2 separate regions of the Sus scrofa genome follow, and region 1 is linked to region 2. A link is a contact called in public HiChIP or PLAC-seq data. All regions are on one chromosome and are shown on one strand. Each heading gives the region's core, a stretch centred on a gene start, on an enhancer-like site or on the middle of the called end of the contact. The rest is flanking DNA. Distances are from core to core; before and after follow the strand shown. Region 1 holds the start of RAB8B (ras-related protein Rab-8B). Region 2 holds the start of USP3 (ubiquitin carboxyl-terminal hydrolase 3).

Region 1 (3,122 bases), core at 138-2,637, 320 kb before region 2:
CAATGATTGTGTGTAGCTAGAGCAACTACAAGTTATTTTAATCACTACATATTTTATAAAAGAAAGAAGATTCCCGTGGTCTTTGAAGGGTTTTTTTTTTCCTCCCCTCTTTTCCAGAACGAAGAGGAAGGTATAGTACTGAGCTGTCCACATTTCTTCGGCCTTGGCTGAGGCCAGATTCACAGACGTGTTCAAGAACTGGCAGGGGCAGGGAGGCTCAGCCTGTGCCAAAAGGCAGAATCCCTCCTCATTAGGGGTTGGGTTTCTGCCACTAGTGAGTGAGAGAGGCCTGGACCCATACATTCACAAAACAAAGAATAATAGTCTAAGACAGTAAATAAAGGATTAAGTTGGGTATAACAGAAGGCTGCTGTCCTCCATTTGTCATCCATTAAGAGAGAACCACAGAAGGCTGAAGAAGGTAACCATCATCACCGACATTTCTACAATGCCTTGAGGATTTCAAAGTGCTTTCACATTCAGTACCTCACTTATTTTTTTCCTACAACCCTATGAAACAGCTTGTTTTTTCAGATGAGAAAACTGAGGTGCAGAGAGCCTGTGTGTTGGTAAGCTGCTGAAACAAGACAAAATCCAAATCTTATCCTCTAGATTCTCATGTTCGTAGTTCCTCTATTGCACGATGCTTGCAATTTTATAGGGCAAGACCTGTAACAGAAGCCTTAAAAATTTCATTTCCCCGATTTTTTTTTTTTTTTTTTTTTGGTCCATCCTGCTGCGGGTGGTGGGGGAGTGGGGTAAGCGGTATGCACAGCAGATCCTCTAAATTACCCACTGTACTTGGTTCTGCTCTGGAGGCGTAAGGAGAACAGGAGTGGGGTTCAAGTTAGAACGGCAACCATTCTTTTCAAGCTCTATAACTGAGGGTCTGCAGGAGAGGGCTTAGACGTGGTGCTGGGCAGGAACTGCAGGAAAAGCCAGATAAGGCGCTCTGCAGATAATCCACAGGCTGCGCCACGGCAGCGTGAAGGAGAGAAAGCATCTCAGTTCTGGGTCCCAGTAGAAGAGATGAGGGAACCGAAGGACTCCGATTCCGAGGTCCTGGAATTGAAAGGCGCTGGCACACAAAGAATAGACGAAGTTAAGTTCCGGTGGCGCGACCTGCGGAGTTGGAAACCTGGCCTCACATCTTAGCTCAAGTGGAAACGCCTAATCCCCAATCATCCCGCCCAGAACGGATCTTCTTTTTATCCTCTGGGGGCCCGGGGACAGCCTGCCGGGGGAACGCCCGTAGCTCCTCAAAGAACTACAGATCCCATACAGCATGGGGGCACCGGCGGTGATGACGAAAACCCCGAGGATTGGTCACGAGGGGCGGGGCGCGCAGGCCGTCTCCGAGGAAGGGGGCGGGGAGAGGGGCGGGGCGATCGGTGGCTCAGCGGGCACGCCCCCTGGCCCGCGGCACCCTCCCCGCCTCTCTCTGCCGCTCCTTTCGCTCCCCGGTCAGAGGGCCGGAGAGAGAAGATGGCGAAGACGTATGATTATCTGTTCAAGCTGCTGCTGATCGGCGACTCGGGCGTGGGCAAGACCTGCCTCCTATTCCGCTTTTCCGAGGACGCCTTCAACACCACCTTCATCTCCACCATCGGTGAGGGAGGGGACGCGGCCGGGGACGGGGAGTGAGAAATGGGGGGCGGGTGCGAGGGGCCGAGAGCGTGCGGGGGGGTGGCTCGGGAGCCCCAGGGAGGGGACCCTGGGAACGGCAGGGCGGCGAGGTCCGTGGGAAAGGGGCAGGCGGGGACATGAGCTGGTGTGTGGGGGGAGAGGTTGAAGGGAGGAACTTGGGGGTAAAGGAAGGGGAAGGGGAACCAGAGGAACAGGACTAGGGGTATTTGGGGAAATGAGAGAGTTGGGAGTGTGACAGGGAGGCGTCTTAGAGGGACAAAGTGTGTGGGGGGGGCACACAGGAAACCTCCTGGAGAGAGATAAAGGGTAGTGGGTGTGAAACGGATTGAAAGACAGGAAGGAGGAAGGAAATGTGAAGGGGGAAATGAAGGGTTAGGGGAATGGGAATGGGAGGTCCATGAAGTAAAGGGACAGAGGACACAAGGGACAAGAGAGGTGAGAACCTGGGAATCCGAGCAGGATTCAGGGGAATGAGTGATCAGGAGGTGAGCGATGAGGGGCACTGGTTACAAGAAATCTGGTCAGAGATATCATGGGAAGGGGCAGAAGAAAACTGCAGGTAGGAGAAGAGTTTAGGACACCAGAGGACAGAATAGAATGAGGATACTTGTTGGAGAAAGTAAAGGAGAGCTGAGTGTGAAACAGAAAGGAAAAAGGGAAGCAGAATATACAGTAGAGAGGCTGAGTGGAGCAGAGATGGGAAAGGGTGAGGAAATGGAGAGTAGGACTTTCTCCAGTAACTGGGAGCACTGGTTACCATTTTCTCTCTTTGGATAAAGTGCAGGAGAAAGAGCAGAAAATGACGAGTAATGGGATACTGTCTATGGAGTTTTAAATTATTCTGTGAGTGTTAAATCAGCATTAAGAGAATTGGTGACTTTGGGAATGGTGTGGTCAGGAACATTTGGTTCATTCCTTCACTATCTCCTGAGAAGCTGTACTTGACAATTTTCAAAATTCTTAGCCTTGAAGGTTTAGTAACTTCTCAGCTGAGGAATTGATCTTAGGTTCTATCTGCATCCCTGTACATTTTCCTTTGGTTTTAGTTATTACTTGCTAAATGGATCACAACATGCCATATACCCCCCAGTTACTTTCAGTTGATTCTGATTTTTCCAGTCTTGGCCAGGAGCTGTCCTTCCTACTTTTTCGAAGATGTATTCAGGTAACAGGATCTCTTAACTTAGTGTAAACTGAAGAAGAGCAAATCAGAGCTGGTTTTCTGCCTATTCAAGTGACCTGCTCCTTAAGAATGGTAGCTCTTGGTTGTCTGGTTGATGTTTGTGGCTTCTTTTTTTATTTTTTTTATTTTTATTTTTTTTGCTATTTCTTGGGCCGCTCCCTCGGCATATGGAGATTCCCAGGCTAGGGGTTGAATCGGAGCTGTAGCCACCGGCCTACGCCAGAGCCACAGCCAGAGCCACAGCAACGCGGGATCCGAGCCGCGTCTGCAACCTACACCACAGCTCACGGCA
Region 2 (3,388 bases), core at 316-2,815:
TATAAATTATTGACTTCCTACTGGGGGTGGCAAGTCTTGTGAATTCTCACGTCTTCCTTTGGAGATAAGCATTGTTTTCTCAGTTTTATAGACATAAAGGGCTTGGAAAGACTAGAAACACTGGCTAAAGTTGGTCCTCAAGTAGGCAGCAGAGCTAGGATTTGAGCAGCCGCACTTTCCACAATTCGGCACTGCCATAAAACCTCAAGATGGCTTGCTCTAACAGCAGTCAAAACTTGGGAGGCAACCAAAGAGTGTTGACCGAGGAATGGGAAATACTGGGGGGGAAAGAATGGGGGGAGAGTAAGGAAGGGTCAACAGAGATGCCGCAGGTGAATGGACACCGTTAGGCAGAGGAGTGCGCGGCAGAAACCAAGTGGTGGCGGGTAGTGTGGGGGATGGCGAAGCGTGGGAAGTGACTGAGAGGGCACTCCTGGACTGTTGCAGGACTGCCCTGTGGGGAGGTGCTCTGCTCTAACCACTACCCGGCCTGGCCCGGTTAATCATTTCCTGACCTTCCTTCCTCCTCTCACCCGGCCCGAGGGATTGCCACATCAGCCTTCCCCTCCCCCTCCCTGCCTCCTGGCCCTGTTGCTCCTTCGCCGGGTTTTACAAGGAGCCCCAACTTTGAGGCAATGTTTGTAATAGCCCCAGACATCCCCAAGGCAGTGCCCCCACAAAGATCGCAGCCTCGCTAGGGCGTAACCCCTGCCCCAGAGGCTGGCCCTATCCTTTTTCCACAAAGAGATCAGAGTGCCTGGGAGCCAATCCTAGTACGGATTAACGGTAAAAAGGGGGATGGTAACAGCTGCTGGCGTGATGGTGCGAGGTTTAAATGAGGTATTATTTGTAAAGTGCCTGGTTAGGAGGCAGCAGTGGGTGTTTAACAATTGTTAGGTCCCTTCTCTTTTCGTCACCTGGTAACAGTGACCGCGCTCTCAGCAAACGCAGGTTAAAACTATCTCACTTAAATTTACACTGAGGGTGAGGTATGAATGTCCGATCGTCTGCTCAAAGTAACGGAGATGGTGAGTCACTGTGACAGGGGTTGAACACAGGTTCATGAGTGCCCACGCGGGACCAGCCACTCAGCACCCAGGTGGCTGGCTAAGGTCACGTGTTCAAAAACTGGAACTCGATCACTATCGCACCTGCCGAAGGGAGCAGAACACTAAACTAGCACTGCTCTGGGACCTATGCACCCCGGTGGGTCTAGGCCCTTAATCTAAGCTTGTGTCTTCCTGTGTAAAAATGGGGCCACAGAGCCTGTCTGCCCAGGTGGTTTTTATTTTCTTCACATTTTTTTTGTGTGGTCAGATTTTCTACCGCGCTGTAGCCAGTCCACCACACACAACGCAGAAGCACTCTTTGTGAGCGCTCGCCCGGCCGCGGTAAAAGCGGCGGACTGGCCCTGTGTGCCCTGGTTTAGCGCCCCACCCTTCCAGGGGCGGGGAAGCCGCGGCAGTCCCGGCCAACAGAGTTGGGAAAGTCACTTCCGAGTGCAGCCAGACCCTGGGCGACCCGCCTGCGAGCGCGGGGACCCCCACCCCGCGGGAGAGGACGGGGGCGGGGCTGGGCTTGGAGGCGGGGCCTGCCCGGGGCAGGGCGGGGCCAGCCTGGGAAGACGGAAGCCCCCAGCCTAGGGGTGGCGGCAGAACCCGGATTCCGGAGTACCACGTTTTCCGGAGCCGGGCCTCAGGAGACGGCGGGCGGGAAAACCCGGCTCCCGGAAGCTTTTGCTTTCTTTGACGCAAGGGCTCGGGACTCAGCTGCCGTCTGCCGAGCGCCCGGCGAGGAGCGACCCCAGACGGATCCTTCTTAGTCCCTCCGCCCCCCACCTCGCCGGGTCCCGGAGCCTCCGTCCTTCTCGCCGCTCTCCGGGTGGCCATGGAGTGTCCGCACCTCAGCTCCAGCGTCTGCATCGCTCCGGACTCAGCCAAGTTCCCCAACGGCTCCCCGTCGTCCTGGTGCTGCAGCGGTGAGTGCGGCCCCAGGCGGCCCTGAAGCGCACCCGAGGCCCCGGCTCTGTGGGGCCTGCCGTCTAGGGGCCGCTGGCGGCCGGCGCGCGGACTTGGGAAGGGGTGAGGGCGAGCGGGGCTCGGCGGCTGGGGAGGGGTACGCGGCGAGGCGGGTGGTGCGGCGGCAGGCGGAGCGGCGGCGGCAGCTCCTTTGTTTCCCGGGGCCCGACGGTCCGGCCGGCAAAGGAGAGGCCCGTGAGGGGCGGGAGCCCGCGGGGCCCACGAGCGCGTGGGGGCGGCAGCGAGCGGGGACCTTGGTCAGCGGCTCGCGCCCCCGCGCAGCCCTGCTGTGATCGGGGGCTGCGCTGGCCCGTGTCCCCGGGTCGGGGGCGGCGGGGGCGGGTGTCCGGCCCCCACAAGGCGGCCGCACGTGTGGCGGGGCCCGAGTTTCGTCCCCTCCTTGACGGGACGGCAAAAGCGTTGCTCTCGGGGCGCAGCTTTGTCCAGGCTGCGGGGCGCGCTCTGGGGCCCTTCGCTACCTGCCTGGGCCCCCCATGCACCCGCGACCCGACCCACGCCGACCGGCGGGAACCGGGACCCGGAGAGGTGCTGAGTACTCAGGCGGCGAAGGTCGGAGTCTTTCATCAGCCAGAAAGGGTGAAGTTTGAAAACAGGCTGCTGGTTAAAAAGCTGAGAAGGCTAATCGAGCAGCTGCTTTGGAGGGGTAGCTCGAGTTGTCTTTCATATCTTTCGGATTGTCCGAAATTGCCTTGGGATTTCCGAGTTTTTGTGCTGTAGGACAGTTATTAGGTTTATGTAATGCTTTTGCATTGCTTAAGCTTCTTAACTCCTTCTGCCAGGCCCCTTCGAAGCCCCAGTACCCCCTTATTGTCTGCTCTAGAGACTTAGGATCGCACCGGCCACACTGCTTTGATTACTTCCTGGTAGGGCCCTGGTGCTGCTGATAGTCTTTGTTTATTAGCTTTGAGAGGATCAATGATAGCTTGGGTTGTAGTGTAAAATTTGAATTGTGCATTTCAAAAATCTTAAATTCGTTTGAATAAATAAAGGGAAGAAAATAGCAATGCTACGTACGATTTAGCTGTGTGACATTTCTCCTTGTGTGCCGGAGCTGGGAAGATAGTTTAGAGAATGCACTAACACTTTTGACAGGTTACTTTTTAAAGGGTGAATATTTCCTTGGAGAAAAACTCAGGTAATGCCGCAAAGAAAAATTCATTCTAGGATAAGGAATAGAAATAACTGCGGTTTCCTTGAGCTCTCAGAGGTTGGATGCTTGGCTTGGCTTTGTAAAGTCAGTATCTTTTTCTGCATGAAGCCTATAAAGATTATTAACTGGTTAATTTGTTTTACAGTGCAGTGTTGCAGTTCTTTTATGAGGGTGCAGAAACTTACCTAAGAATGTTTCT

Evidence for each region. HiChIP or PLAC-seq counts read pairs in DNA pulled down with a chosen protein or histone mark.
Region 1: an H3K27ac HiChIP or PLAC-seq map of alveolar macrophages shows a contact between it and region 2. The contact joins the promoter of RAB8B here to the promoter of USP3 in region 2. A contact is called at or near these places in 2 of 5 promoter capture datasets (fetal liver and liver), 1 of 47 Hi-C or Micro-C datasets (liver) and 1 of 2 datasets of contacts at active chromatin or transcription factors (alveolar macrophages).

The regions. Positions count from the first base shown.
Region 1 is chr1:108,838,487-108,841,608 of Sscrofa11.1, reverse strand. It overlaps RAB8B (ras-related protein Rab-8B), which reads left to right and starts at 1,387. Exons shown (of 8, transcript XM_001929029.7): 1 at 1,387-1,609. The coding sequence starts at 1,486.
Region 2 is chr1:108,513,788-108,517,175 of Sscrofa11.1, reverse strand. USP3 (ubiquitin carboxyl-terminal hydrolase 3) reads left to right here and starts at 1,565. Exons shown (of 16, transcript XM_021094102.1): 1 at 1,565-1,978.